Regions from separate parts of the Sus scrofa genome. Here all the other regions are linked to region 3. Evidence: chromatin contacts called from public HiChIP or PLAC-seq data. All regions are on one chromosome and are shown on one strand. Each heading gives the region's core, a stretch centred on a gene start, on an enhancer-like site or on the middle of the called end of the contact. The rest is flanking DNA. Distances are from core to core; before and after follow the strand shown. Region 1 has its middle 30 kb from the start of RCHY1. Region 2 overlaps PARM1 (prostate androgen-regulated mucin-like protein 1). Region 3 has its middle 170 kb from the start of PARM1. Region 4 has its middle 38 kb from the start of PARM1.

The links. HiChIP or PLAC-seq counts read pairs in DNA pulled down with a chosen protein or histone mark.
Region 1: a contact with region 3 is called in an H3K27ac HiChIP or PLAC-seq map of alveolar macrophages. The contact joins two enhancer-like sites. A contact is called at or near these places in 1 of 47 Hi-C or Micro-C datasets (epiblast stem cells) and 1 of 2 datasets of contacts at active chromatin or transcription factors (alveolar macrophages).
Region 2: a contact with region 3 is called in an H3K27ac HiChIP or PLAC-seq map of alveolar macrophages. The contact joins two enhancer-like sites. A contact is called at or near these places in 1 of 47 Hi-C or Micro-C datasets (epiblast stem cells) and 1 of 2 datasets of contacts at active chromatin or transcription factors (alveolar macrophages).
Region 4: a contact with region 3 is called in an H3K27ac HiChIP or PLAC-seq map of alveolar macrophages. The contact joins two enhancer-like sites. A contact is called at or near these places in 1 of 47 Hi-C or Micro-C datasets (epiblast stem cells) and 1 of 2 datasets of contacts at active chromatin or transcription factors (alveolar macrophages).

Annotation. Positions count from the first base shown.
Region 1 is chr8:71,149,981-71,153,923 of Sscrofa11.1, forward strand. No RefSeq gene overlaps it. Among named protein-coding and RNA genes, the nearest start is that of RCHY1, 30 kb to the right of the region's middle. Within about 2 kb of position 1,636, at least 19 of the 83 cell types and tissues checked have an H3K27ac peak or open chromatin away from gene starts, as enhancers often do. A contact at or near this core is called in alveolar macrophages, where this site is marked.
Region 2 is chr8:70,807,715-70,811,257 of Sscrofa11.1, forward strand. All of the region lies in intron 1 of PARM1 (prostate androgen-regulated mucin-like protein 1), which reads left to right. Among named protein-coding and RNA genes, the nearest start is that of PARM1, 21 kb to the left of the region's middle. Within about 2 kb of position 1,372, at least 1 of the 83 cell types and tissues checked has an H3K27ac peak or open chromatin away from gene starts, as enhancers often do. A contact at or near this core is called in alveolar macrophages, where this site is marked.
Region 3 is chr8:70,951,832-70,955,817 of Sscrofa11.1, forward strand. No RefSeq gene overlaps it. Among named protein-coding and RNA genes, the nearest start is that of PARM1, 170 kb to the left of the region's middle. Within about 2 kb of position 1,745, at least 4 of the 83 cell types and tissues checked have an H3K27ac peak or open chromatin away from gene starts, as enhancers often do. A contact at or near this core is called in alveolar macrophages, where this site is marked.
Region 4 is chr8:70,747,986-70,751,481 of Sscrofa11.1, forward strand. No RefSeq gene overlaps it. Among named protein-coding and RNA genes, the nearest start is that of PARM1, 38 kb to the right of the region's middle. Within about 2 kb of position 1,421, at least 8 of the 83 cell types and tissues checked have an H3K27ac peak or open chromatin away from gene starts, as enhancers often do. A contact at or near this core is called in alveolar macrophages, where this site is marked.

The sequences.
Region 1 (3,943 bases), core at 386-2,885, 200 kb after region 3:
TCCTTTGCATCTGCTGTTCCTCATGCCTAGAATAGCTTTCCTCCTTTCTAATTTTCAGCCCTCACCTCAAATGTCATCACCTCAGAAAGGCGTGATCTGACCACTCTAACTAGAACAACCATCCCCAACGCTAGGCGCTCTCTTTAACAATACGCTATTTACCTTCTTCATAACGCGTATCACTCCCTATTCCTATGTTCATTATTCTCCGCTGGAATATAAGCACCTGAAAAGTAAGGACCCCATCTGACTGCTATATCCTTAGTGCCTAGAACAGTGCCTGCCTATAGTAAATATTCAATAAATAACCACTTGTTACCTTCTGGATAAAATCCAAACTTATTTTGCCAAACAAGTGCTACATCATATGACCTGGCTCTTGTCTTCGGGCTCATCTCCTGCTTCACCACCTGCCGGGATGCAGCTGGGAGTCGATGTGAAGTGGTGCTGGTCTAATAAACCCAAAAGAGTAAGCCTAAGTATATCGATGCTTCACATAAAATCTTTACCTCAATCCAGATACCAGGAAAGGAAGAGAGGGGAGAGAGAGAGGGAAGGAGGGAAGGAGAATCAGAAGAAGGAAGGAAGGAAATGAGGGAGGTGGAGCGTGTGTCAGGGTGGGTGAAGGACACAGAAGCATCAAAATAAAGAGCTTTGCTTCCTACACAGGAGGATTCAAACATAGAAGTAGTAGAATGAAAGATAGGGGAAGTTTCTATTGCACATGGAAAATGACCGTGCCTGGTGAATGTCATACATGTTACAAGCAAGAAAGAAAAGTATTTTAGGACACTGAACACTTAGATCATTTGCCATGAGAATTTTACACGTACGTTTTAGTTCTCCAACTAGAAAATTGGTCTTCCCCAAAGACAAAAACCACCTTTCCTACTTCTTCTTTTCTTCATTTTTGTGGAGACCCCAAAGCCTTGAGTGCAGGTATTCCACATGTATTGGAAAATCAATCAAAGCTTACTGAAAAATTAGAGGAACAGAGGCATGTCTAGCCTTCATGGACTTTAAAGTGGGTGAGAAGTGAGTTAGTGGGTGGCAAGGAAACACTGATGCCTCCTTTTGCAAAGTCAAGAGTATCTCCACAGAGGTCATCCATGGACCCAACCCAAGGTCAGAGTTAGAACCAAGAGTCATGCTTCAGCCACGGAGGAAAAGGCAGGGAAAATCTTTCCTGACAAGAACAAATGACCCCAAAAGTACCCATCGATATAGAGAAAAGGAACTCTGTACCTGGCCCTCTAACTAGAGTTATCACGTGCTTGCAGGGCAGAGAGAGCATTTTCAAGCATCAAAGCAGGAAACACTTAACATAATGACGTCTGAGAAGCACAGTTATCTCCTATCTCCTCCCACTCCACTGCAGGCAGGAAAATGCTGCCAGGGTCAGCTGCAAGTGTTAGGTGGCACTGAACAGCAGCCCGAGGGAACTTGCCGATTTCAACGCAGTCTATAGAAATGCATTCCCAGAGCATCTGACAAATGATGCTAAGTGTCTGGGAACAGCAAGCTGAGGAGGACAGGCCGACCATCAGTGCCTCATCTGCTTTAGCATCTGATCGGCACTTTCCTTTGGGCATGTCAACAGCTCTTGTCTCTCTGTAGATGTGTAGCAAGTGTGGATGTTTCAAAAGCAAAAGCGAAAGCATATTCTCAATTTTAAAGCGAGAGGAGAGGAAAGATAAAAGTTCTTTAAAAATAGGGAAGAACTCATTCTGTTTGTGATCAACTATGTGTGGTCGATCAAAAGCGTTTCACTTGAGTGAGTGAAAATACCCAAAACAAGGTATTTCATTTCACAGAGGACACCCACACTCAGGGGAGCAAGATGATGGAGGTGCCGGTGCAAACATCATCCCCCTGCACAAGCTACCAGAAACATAAAATGAAGCAGGTTTTGAGAAGGAAACAGCCAAGCTCCATGAAGGCAGTAATGTTACCAAAACTGAATTCCTTGACATAAGTCAGTTTAATGGGTTGCAACCAGTATCCCTTTATTCCTTTTAATGAAAAAATAAATACACATAATGCTTACTAAGTATCAGTGTTCCAATTATTTTGTGAATATTAACTCATTTAATCCTTATAACATCCCGGGTAGGTGATTTATGCCTCCATTTTTTTTTTTTCCCCTTTTCTTTGTATGGCCACACATGCAGCACATGGAAGTTCCCAAGCTAGGGGATGAATCAGAGCTAAAGCTGCCAGCCTTATACCACAGCCTCAGCAACACCAGATCCAAGCCACATCTGCAACCTACATCACAGCTTGCAGCATCTCCGGATCCTTAACCCATTGAGTGAAGTTACATATCAAACCTGCATCCTCACTGAGACTATGTCGGGTCCCTAACCTGCTGAGCCACAATGGGAACTCTTATGCCTCCATTTTATAGATGAGGAAGCTGAGGTATAAAGAAGTGACATGGCTTGCCCAGAGTCACACAGCAAAGCTAGGATTTAAAATATGAAGAATTCCTCCAGAGTCATGCTATTAATCAAGCCATTCTGATTCTCATGTTTATGACCTGCTAATAACTACCCTAGAACCAAAGGTACTTAAATAAAAAATACACTGTTAATGTTTATTATGTAAAATATAAAATGTAGATAAAATAGGAGTTCTCGTCGTGGCTCAGTGGTTAACAAATCCGACTAGGAACCATGAGGTTGCAGGTTCAATCCCTGGCCTTGCTCAGTGGGTTAAGGATCCGACATTGCTGTGAGCTGTGGTGTAGGTCTCAGACATGGCTCAAATCTGGAGTTGCTGTAGCTGTGGTGTAGGCCAGCAGCAACAGCTCCGATTAGACCCCTAGCCTGAAAACCTCCATACGCCGCGGGTGCAGCCCTGGAAAAGACAGAAAAAAAAAAAAAAAAAAAAAAAAATGTAGAGAAAAGAGTAAAACAAATCTCCTCATACCTTTACCTCAGCTTCAACCATTATCAAATCACAGCCAGTCTTGTTTCATCTAGAACCTTAGTTCCCAATAATGGATTATTGTGAAGGAAATCCCAGGCATCATGTCATTTCATCTGGAAACATTCTGTTTGGTTTTAGTGGTGTTTTTTGTTTGTCTGTTTTGTCTTTTTAGGGCTGCACCTGTGGGACATAGAGGTTCCCAGGCTAGGGGTCCAGTGGGAGATATAGCTCCTGACATACACCACAGCCACAGCAATGCGGGATCTGAGCCGCATCTGCAACCTGCACCACAACTCACGGCAATGCCAGATCCTTAACCCACTGAGCGAGGCCAGGGATCAAACCCATGTCCGCATGGATACTAGTCAGGTTGGTTACCACTGAGCCACAGAGGGAACTCCCTAGAAACATTTTTGAGTGTGGTGTTGGCAGGTCCTTTTTAATAACAGCTTTATTGAGATATCAACTCACATAACATAAAATGTACCCATCTTAAGTATACAACTCAGCAGTTTTTAGTATATTCACAAAGTTGCACAGTTATTACCACCATCAATTTTAGAACATTTTTATCACTTCCTAAAAGAAGTTCTGTAATAAGTAAGAGTCACAGCCCATCCCTCACTTCCCTCGACCTGTGGCTCTACTTTCTGTTTCAATGGATTTGTCTATTTTGGACATTTCATAGAATCATACTACATGTGGTTCTTCATGACTGGCTTCTTCCCCCTAGCTTAATGTGGCATGCTGAAGTTCCCAGGCCAGGGATGGAACCCACGCCACAGCTGTAACCAGAGCCAGTGACAACAACAAATCCTTAACCTGTTGAGCCACCAGGAAACTCCTAGGATTCTTTCTGGAATACCTCGTTTAATTCTGAAATGTCTGTTCTCTCTTCTACCAATAGAACATTCATACATTTTGATGCCCTATTTTTTGCTTCCTTCATCCCTGTTCCCCAATAGCTCCAAGAATTCCAAACTTAGTCTCTAGCCAATAAGGAGCTACTCTT
Region 2 (3,543 bases), core at 122-2,621, 140 kb before region 3:
ACACTTTATTCTGATAATACATCTGACTTTGTTGTTTGGTCCATTGATTAGGATTTTTTGTTCTTCGGGGTGGGGGGGTTGTTTGTTCATTTTTAATTTTAGGTTTTGACCTACCTGAGCTCTTTTTAAAATGCAGAAGTCAAAAAGATGACTCTAAATAGAGGTGCCTGGATGATTTTAGAGGACAGGGAGGGCAAGAATAACCTTTTTCCTTCCATTTTCTGTCTGGGGTGAACAGCCACAAGGTAGGGAGAAGGGTGGGCTGTTCTGCTCCCTGGGAGAATGTGTGGGGTGACCAGGTATCTTTTTAACTCTGCACCAAGACCCTTGGGAATAAATTTTAACATCGCTTTATAGAGCTGCTGCAGTACTGTTGAGGGAAGGGGCTTGAAGCAAGATAGCAGCCCAGCTGAAGCCTGTTGGCCTGCGGTGTTTCTGAATGGCCCCTGACACCATGGACGAGTAGCCCGGTGCTCTGCCCAGGCCTGGACAGAACTGCACCAGATTTGGTAGCAAGTGTCCATAGTTCCTGCCTTGCAAATGACAGTCTGCTTGCCAAGGGACTTGGGAAGAATTACTTGTCTGCAAAATGATTATGGACGTATGCCTGAGTGTATGTATTTAACTTTGCTTCCTGCCTGAGGGCCCTGGAGCCCTCTGCCTGCAAATAATGAATGCATCTAAGCTGCAAGTTCCACCACAAATGGAAATCATCTAGATAGGCTGGAGAGGTTGGAAAAGGTGGCAACACAATCTTAAAAAGACATTGCGGGGGAGTTCCCGTCGTGGCACAGTGGTTAACGAATCCGACTAGGAACCATGAGGTTGTGGGTTCTATTTCTGGCCTTGCTCAGCGGGTTAAGGATCTGGCGTTGCCGTGAGCTGTGGTGTGGGTCGCTGACGCAGCTCAGATCCCTCATTGCTGTGGCTCTGGCGTAGGCTGGTGGCTTCGGCTCCAATTAGACCTCTAGCCTGGGAACCTCCATATGCCATGGGAGCGGCTCAAGAAAAGGCAAAAAGACCAGAAAAAAAAGAAAGACATTGTGACATTTCATTTAGCAAATATTGACTCAGCACCCTTTTTAGACTGGGGGTACTGGGCACACCCTTCGTCTTGAAGGCACTAACAGTCTGGTGGGTGACCAGACTGGCAAACAGATACTATAATGCAGCCTGGTGGGCTCCATGTTTGAGGCTTGAATGGAGCGTAATGGAAACTAAAAGCTGATAGGGTAACTATTTTGCCAAATAGAGAAGTAATATTTAGTTCTATTTTAAGAAGTTGCCAAACAAAGAAGGAGTGAGAGGGCATGCTATAGAAAGCATGTGCAAAGGACCAGTGGCCACAGGGGGATCATGAGGAATACATGAGGCTTGGCCATATGACACCAAGACCAGAGGCCAAGCTTGGGGCCAGGATGAAACATCTTGAGTCTGGATTACAACAGTCAGTGGGCTCAAGGCCTAGCTCTGCCACTTTTAGGACATGGCTCTGAACAATGCATAGAGTCACTCTGAATCTTGTTTTCTTCTTCATTTTTAAAATGCAGAAAATAACAGTACCTATCTCAGAGGATTGCTGTGACGATTAACTCAAAAGAACCTAATTGCTGCAATTCCAGCAATGGCAGAGCTCAATAAATGTCAGCTCTCAGTAGTTGTCTTCATCCCAGCAGTAGTTAATTTATTTTACAAGAAAATCAGTAACTTCATATGAGACTTCTCAAGTGTCTTTTACAAAGAAAAGCAGAGCTGTCCAATACAACCTTCTGTGATAAAGGACATGTTCTCTTTCTCCACGAGCCTGTTCATTAGCCATCAGCTGCCTCTGGCTCTTGAGCATTGGAAATGTGACAGTATAACCAAGAAATGGCACTTCTCATGTGACTTCATTTTAACAAATTTAAGTAGCCACGCATGCCTAATGGCTACTGTATTAGACAGTCGAGGTCTAGAGGCATGGAATCATAAAATGTTTCACGTGCAAAAGATCTTAGCGACTGATACAAACATCCTTCTCCTTCTCCCTCACCATCACCATCTTGCAGATGTGGAAATAGAGGCTCAGAGAGGGAAACCAGCTTTCCCAGGGTCACACAGATCGTTAATGACAGACTTACCACTAGAATCCAGTGGGTCCTCTGGCTTCCTGGCCTGGGCTCTTATTATCCTGAAGTTTGGTTGGATTAGCGCTTCCACTTTAGAAAGTTCCTATTTCCCATGCATCATGGGATCTGAGAGCTCCAACAGTCACCTCTCTTTTCCCCATCATGTACATTTCTGCTCCTTTTTTTTTTCCTGCTATGCATGCTACACCCAGTAGATCCTCAGTAATCCATAATTCACTGACAGATATGGTTTTCCATTTACATGACCTTTTTAAACGTTTTTAATTCGAGTATAGTTGATTGACAATGTTGTTCCAGTTCCTACTGTACAGCAAAGTGACTCAGCCATACATATGTGTACATTCTTTTTTAAATATTATTTTCCATCAAGATATTGGATATAGCTCCCTGTGCTATACCGCAGGACTTCATGGCTTATCCATTCTAAATGTCATAGTTTGCATCTACCAACCCCAAACTCCCAGTCCACCCCACTCCCCCCATCCACCCCCTTGGCAACCACAGGGTGTTCTCCACATCACTGAGAGATATTTGAGTTCCTGGTTTTGCCAAATGTTAATGGGAAATATTAATATTGCAGCTCATTTAATACAAAATTCCCAGACCACTGTTTTCATAACTAGTACTTTGTTGTTGTTGTTATACTTTCACTATTTTTGGCTACTTTCCCTGGGGATTGAACCAAAATGTCAACCAAAATATGGACCTTCATGTACTATTTACAAAACATGAGCCCAAATTCTTTGCCCTTGGAATAGCGAGGAGACTGAACCACTGACTTAGTAGAGTTTTGGTTAAGGGCGGATGAATAGGTGCAGACAACTATTCAATCAACTATTGAGTCTTGGCAACAACAGCATAGTCAGTTATCCTTGAACTCAGGGGCAGATCTGCTGGGGGACTGTGGTGGTACCTGATTTACAAACACAGGTCTTTCCTTCCTCTGCGGAGAGAAACGTCAGCCCTTCTCCGTAGCAGACCTGGGTTAGGAATGGTCCATGGTGTCAGGGAGCTGACCTGTGGGTTTGCTGCCTCCATCTCCTCCTTCCTGGGGCCCTGGGGGCTTCGGGCAGCAGGGGAGAGGGTGCAAAGCTGGCCAGCTAGCATTTATTTATTCTCAGTTCTCGCTGCGCTCTTCTGCGAGGTGAAGGAAGTCCTTAATTCATCCTCCTGAGCAGTTGCCGTCACACCTTGAACATGGTCTTTACCTGGCCCCTGCCTGCTTGTGCACATCCTACAGGTCTCTGTGCTCCAGACACATTGTCATCTGTCTGCAGTGCCTAGAATATTCCTTCAGGCTCACCTTTTAGTCTGAACTGTGCTTTTCAATCAGCTTAGCTCATACTTACTCATCTCTCAGTTCTCCTGCAAAAGCTGCTCCTCAGATGAGCATTCCTTAACCCCTACTCTCAGA
Region 3 (3,986 bases), core at 495-2,994:
TTTTGTATGTTGATGCCTGTCCTCTATAGAGGGTGTTATTCAGATTTATTCTTTTGGATTCCAAGTATGCAAGTTAGGATGATCAAATGTAACCATGGTGACAGAAAGCAGAGTTCATATCTTGGCGGGGTCGTGTCATTCTTTCCCACAGTGCAGAACTCACATTCTAGGACTAATCCAGTATCTAAAAATAAATCTCAGGACAGCTCATGTTGCCCTTTATGGGAAAATATGACTGAGTCAGTTACCAGATCCTCCTGTTGCAGAAAAAGAATCCTTCGTTAGTAAACTAAGAGAACCCAGTTTTCGAGAGACAAAATGAAAAGCAGCAAGGGAGAATGTTCTTCGCTTCATCGTCAATTTCTGAAGCTTAGAACGACCCCTAACCAGCAATAATGCAAAAACCAGAATGAGTCAAAAGACCTATGGCAAAGGCAATAGTGATATTAATGAAATAACTATATTTGACGGTACTTAGAATACATTCCCATCCACAGGGGCAAAGCAGTCCCTCAAGAATTCCTCCTACAGGCATTTTCTCACAAATGGACCCGTACTGTTTCACTATTTGGCTTTATTACTGGCTGAGACCCAGGAATGTGCATGGCTTCCATCATGCTCTAAAGGGGCTGTTTCATGAGCTGATGGCGCCCACAGCCCTGGTCCTGTCTGCCCCTGCTCAGCGCTGTCATGTGTGGGAGACAAGCTTGACACTGAGCCACCTCGTGCCCACTTGAAAGTTTATAATGGTTTTCCTGTGCCCCTCGGGCTTCAGATTAGGCAGCGATAGAAATAGACAGAATAAAAATTTAGCTTGCAAAAAATACTATGACTGCGTAGCCAGTCTTAAACTAGCTGGACACAGCTACAATTTTTAAATCAGCTTTCCCAGTTTATTATTTTATTTCTCAATCTTAATTACACCTGGTTTTTTTTTGTTTGTTTGTTTGTTGTTTAGTTCAGCTACTTAGAGATCCCAGCTCCATCACTAGCCTTCACTTTTTTCCTTTTCTTTTCTTTTTTTTTTTTTTTTTTTTTTTTTGGTCTTTTTGCCTTTTCTAGGGCCGCTCATGCAGCATATGAGGTTCCAGGCTAGGGGTCTAATCGGAGCTGTAGCCACCGGCCTACACCAGGGCCACAGCAACACGGATCCGAGCCACATCTGTGACCTACACCACAGCTCAGGGCAACGCCAGATCTTAACCCACTGAGCAAGCAGGGATCAAACCCACGACCTCATGGTTCCTAGTCGATTCCTTAACCACTGAGCCACGATGGGAATTCCAGCCCACACTCCTATTCTGACACTGAGTTGCAATGGTCTCTATTATATGATACCATATTATCAACTGTAGTGTAATGTTTTACACTAGCTCCTCAGACTTTATTCATCTTATACATGATAACGTGTGCCCTTTTATTAAGTTACCCCCATTTCCCCACCACCACCACCATCCCCACCCCAGCATCCCCATACTCTGATTCTCTGAGTTCAATGTCAAATCATCACATCATACACTTGTCTCTTACAGTTTTATTCATGAATTATACCTCAGGGAAACTAGAGGAAAAGAAATGTTTTCTCTTTCAGCTTCATTAGCCATTAAGAAAGGATGTTTCCTCTGTCTGTTTCAGTGTCTGGGCCTTCCCTTCAAGCTTAGGTCATTCATCTCTAGGTAATAATATTTACCCAGTTCCCTATGTACAGGGACCGCCACCCTGCCAAGTACAGAGTCTGTTTCTATACTTCCTGATTCTGTTGACAGAGTTTAAACGTTCAAGTAGTTCTTGCCTATGTACAGACATAACCTAAGACTGACTCACAGCAAAGGCTGATGAAACAAGTCTACTCTTTAACATGATGTTTATATATTGTAAATAAAAGGGTGTGTGTGTGTGTTTCAGGCACTTCATAGAGAAAAATGGACACAGAGACATCTCTCTAGAATAAACCTTACTTGAAGGGCCAGAGTAAACAAACAGAGGACTGGAGACCTTTTGTGCAATTTGGGGAGAAGAATGGTAAAGGGAAAAAAGCTATTACAGAGTAACTGGAAAGGCCATGTGTGATGGCTGGAGGTCACAGCCTGGAGACAAAGAGAGCAGCCAGGGTAAGTACATGCCCACACAGTGTGACTTCTCTTCCTGAAAATAGTCTGTGCCATGAGAGTTTTCACAGTACAGAAGTCATTTTTTGGCCTGGCAGTGAACCAAATGGACCATCACAAGGACAAGAATGATGAGGAACCACCAGTCTCAGAACCTCCATCTCCAGGAAAGAAGCTTGCAGGGGTAGCAACTACAGCAGAAAATCTACAAGCGACCACTGCTTAACCAGTTGAGAGATAAATGGGCTCACAAAGTCCAGATCCCCTCTATCTTTTTCTGGAGGGAATGCCAATATTTAAATTGCTCAGTTTGAATGAAGATAGGTGGCTCTAGCTATAGGGCGAAGCTTGGAGGCCATGCCTTCTTCTCTCTCCTCTCTCTCCCTTTTTTTTTTTTTTTTTTTTGGTTTTAGGGCTGCACCTGCAGCATATAGAAATCCCAGGCTAGGGGTTGAATCCGAGCTGCACCCGCCAGCCTACGCACAGCCATAGCAATGCCATATCTGAGCCGCATCTGACCTACACCACAGCTCATGGCAACGCCAGATCCTTAACCCACTGGCAAGTGAGAGATTGACCCGCATCTTTATGGATACTAGTTAGGTTCATTTCTGCTGAGCCACAGAAGGAACTCCAGGCCATGCCTTCTCATGTGGCAAAGCACCCACAACTGAGGGCTGGAAGAACATGGGTGATTCTCAAAGGGCCGATAGTATAATGCATTACCTTGAGATGGCTTGTGGGTCAGCACAGGCTCTGCCCTCCATTCCTGTCCACAAAGACTGGTAAGCCCCTGAAACTTCCACTGCCGTTCTTTACCTGAAGATGAGATCGCACCTTCTAGTTTAGGCAGTGAATAAAAACTTAGAACTCTAGGAGAAATGTATCAGAAGGTTTTAAATTTTTTTATTCTCACCTCAAATCATATTTAATAAACATCTCCGTTCTGTTTTTAGCTTTTGCTGGTGAATTTCTGTCTTTATTTCCAAGCGAACAGTGAGACCACTGCCCAATCAGGAATGTTGAAAAGAAGGTTTCCTCCAGGAAGCTCTCTGACATACTGGTTTCTTCTTCCCTGTGGGTTAATACACTATCCTCTTTTCGCCAAACAGAAATGACAATGATGAGATCCAGTTATAACTTTTCTTTTCACATGTGGAGCTCTGAAGGGTGGGACTTCCTCAACTCCTCCAACATCTAGAATTATCAAAGACTACAAGGACAGTGAGCGAAGAGAAAGATTTCAATTGCTGTTGCACGAGAGGATCGGCAGTCCAGGACACGGTTACCCAGTCTACGCAGTGGGTTAAAGATCTGCTTTGCCACAGTTCAGCGAGGTCAAGCTCAGCTCCGATCTATTCCTGGCTTGGAACTCCATATGTTGCAGCATGGCAAAAATGAAGAAGAAGAAAAAAGAGAGAAAGCATGCGAAGAAGGAAGATTCACGCGTCTCCCCCACAACTGCCTTATGTTAATTACACAAATCATTGCTTAGGATGCAGCGCCAGGCTTTGGGTCTACATATCACTGAGAGTTTATCAGTTCATGCATTTGTCGAAGATAGGATGTCAGCATGATCAGACACTTGGATTCCTCAAGTAGAACTGCCCAGGGCTCCTGCATTCCAATTATGGCTATATTAATTTATGACTGCACTATTTACTTGAATGGATTATGTTTGTCCAGCAGCACAACAGAGATGTGCAGGTTGTCCAATAGTCCATGATTTCCCTTGCGACACTTCCCAGCTCCTTGGGTTGGGTTGGGACCAAGTGCCTAGTTCTCGCTAATGGATGCAAACAGATGTGCAGTTGTCTCTCTTCATCTGAGTCCTTTACAAGTGGGTGAGTTTCATGCTCTCTCCCCTTGCATCAGCAA
Region 4 (3,496 bases), core at 171-2,670, 200 kb before region 3:
AATTCCTGTTTGTCAATCTAACAGCAATGGTGTTGACACTAATAAAAGTGGAAATTATAAACTGCTCCGGTAACATCCATGAGAGGTTTGTTGAGCCCAGGGCTAAATGATAAAAAGAGGTTCACCATCTCATTAGGAGAACTGGAAAGTGTTTATTGAGCCAGCGGGGAGCTCTGAAAATGATCTTCCTCTTCTTGGACCTGCCACCTGGTGCCTGAGAGCATGTTAACCATGTATGTGGAAATTGCGCCCGAGTTTATTAAGCAAACAGCTATGAAATGTAAAACCCCATGAAAGGGACACCTAGGTGGCTTTGGCTCGCCCCGTGGCTGCTCCCAAGAGCCAAGGGCAGATGCTCCTATTTAAGAAAACCTGTGAGATCCCTTTAACCTTCTCTTTCTGGGCAAATCTCCCAGCGAAGCCAGCAAAGCAGTCTATTTATACCTGTGCAGGGTACAGAGAAAAATCTCAAAGCTACATCTCGAAAAAGCTTTAAATGGACTCTGTCCAATTATAAAACTGAGCCCCGGTGATGGCACACGCTGCACAGTGATTTAAACAGCATCTTCTTCCACAGCCCCACCAACAACCCCTAGAAGCAAAATATAAGCCTTAGAACAAGTTAATGAGTCAAGGGTCATGCAAGAAATAACATGCTTTTTGTCTCCACCACGAGACCCATTAGCAAACTTCAAGTGGCAGCTGCAGGCTCAAGCTTCCTGGATTATTACTTAAGATCATCAGAACAGTGAGGCAATTGTTCATGACCTTTTGCACCGATTTTTCTATAGGAACATGTTTACTGAACAAAGTTTCAGGAGAGATATCTTAAAGGACTTGTTACTTTGAAAAAAGTTGGTACAGATACACTGCTGTGCATGTAACCATATTTATATATTTGCTATGATTTTTTTTTGGCTTTCTGCTTCCAAAAGTATTACATTTTCATGACTTTGAAAGGAGGAAATATTCAGAAAAGCAAAACCAGGATCGTGGAGTTTTCATTGGTTTTGTTCACTTCATAATCTATCATAAACATTTTCCCATGTCTTTAAACGTTACTCTAAAGTATGAGCGCACCATGGAATGAAACACTCTAATTTTAACAATCCTGATTTTTGAACATTTGGATTAGTTCCAAAATTGCCATTATAAATTACACTTGGTGGAACATGCTGACACATAAATCTGTCTGCATGCCTTTCTTTGAAATATATTTTTGAAAATGGTAGCACTAGGTCAAAATACTTGAAGTATTTTTAAAGACTGTGATAAGCGTGGTCAAGTTCAGACTGCCACTCTGATTTATGCACACGAGAAAATGAAAATAAATAATCCTGTGGCATATTTACTGGCAAGAGCTAACCACAAAATGGCCATGCCTTTGCTTTGGTGGAATTTTTCCCTGACGGGGTAACTGGTTGATCCTTCATGACCACCAGATGGCAGCCTAGAACAGAGCAAACCCAAGGAGACTAAGCCAGGGGAGAGGGGACTCCACTTCTAGCCTTAAATGCTTGCCTACCCTGCTAGGGAGATGGGGCTTTACCAACTAAACACAAAAAAAAAAGATGGTCATCGTCCCTTAGATCAAGCCATGGAGGATCTGATGTCTTTCAAGGGACCTCAGGTTTAGGACCTCTCATCCACTTTGCTTTGCATTTCCCTAAAACTCTCTTCACACATGGGCCTCACCACTGAATCTTTTCAAATGTATTAGTTTCCTTGGAAGCAGCGAAACAGTTCGTGCCAACCCATAAACTTGTTTCGCTAGGTCACAAGGAGCCATGTCTCCTGGGGTAAAATCAAACACTTTAATTTGATATGTTTGAGCTCTTCTATTTAGTAGCTAAACAGGAAGTGTCACCAAGCAAGGTAGAGTGGCCACGAGGCAATGCCCCTCCGTGTCAAGGGTTGCTTCCCGGCTTCCTTGTCCTGTCTCTGAGAAAAGCATGCGCCACACTCTAATGCACTTGGAGTTTCCCAAGAGATGTAAAGCTGCTCGTAAGATGCTTGGTACACGCAGAAAGCTTCGCTCTAGCTGACACAGTGATGCCACTGCTGGCACCAGCCAAAAGCGGCGGGAAAATCTAGTTGATGTATGAACGCAGCTCTGGGAGCAAAAGATGCATAAAAAGGAAAAAAACGCAAGGTGGCCTCACGCTGTGCCAACGCTATGAAAACGAACTGAGGCTTTAGTCTAAATGATGCAAAGGAAATTAAAAGGATTGATTATTCATATTGGTGCTTGTATGATAAAAACATGAAAAATATGCACAAAGAGTAGATGGCCCACTATTTGAGGATAAGCATGCTAACATCGGTTGAATAACAAGCAAACACGATGTTAAAAAAAAAAAAAAAAAAAGCAGGGATAAAGAAAAAGTCCTGAATTCTTTGGTTATTGAAACTACTAAATTGTACATAACGAGAAGCGCCTCGAGCCTGAAGGTTTTAGCTGACAATTGGGTAATGCAGCGGGCAAAGATAAATAAATAAATAAATAAATAATGCATCTATCTTTGCCTTCATTCATAGCAATACAGTAAATGTGCTGCAAAGGAAATGTCTACCTCATGAACCAGAACACACATGGAGGGTTTTGCTCTGATCAGAGAGGAGATAAAAAAAAACAGCCTCCATCTTCAGGGGAGAGAACGAATCAGAGTCTCAAAAGCAGGTCCTTTCCCCAAAGAATGAGAGTTTCCCTGAAGAGAAGCCTTCGGCAGCAGTGTGATAGTTCTCTCTCTTCAAATACCGAATGATTGTTGTATCAAAAAGGCACTGGCATTTACCTCATCCTCTCAAGTTCACAGAACTGGAAGCAACGCATGAAAGTCACAGGGAGATCGATGCGGGGACAAAGCCAGAGCTCCCAAGCTCTGCAATCTGTGCTACAAGTGGATGTTAATTCAGAGGATGAGGCGAGGCCGCTGTCTCACTCAATTCACCTTTATTTTCACACAAAGATGCCTAGAGGGCAGCCAACTCTGCACGCACCATGTGAACAGCCCGGGGGAGCCTCCTGATGAACAGTTCCTCACGTGGGTACCTCCAGCCTGCCCAACCTTGCACAGTCCCAAGGGCAGTGCCGTTTCTAATTCCACGAAGGCACACTCTGGGCTAGTCAAGGCCATGTTCAAAAATGACCATGGGTCTGGGAGTTCCCATTGTGGCTCAGATGTTCAGAAACCTGACTAGTGTCCATGAGGATGCGGATTCCATCCCTGGCCTCTCTCAGTGGGTTGGGGATCCAGCTTTGCGGTGAGCTGTGGTGCAGGTCGCAGTTGCCATGAGCTGTGGTGTAGGTTGCAGATGCAGCTCAGATCCCGAGTTGCTGTGGCTGTGGCCAGCAGCTATAGCTCCGATTCAACCACTAGCCTGGGAACTTCGTATGCCACAGGTGCAGCCTTTAAAAAAAAAAAAAAAAAATTACCGTAGGTCTGACCAAGAATGGACAGGCTGCCTGAATGAAATGAGCTCCTGAAAGCCTTTA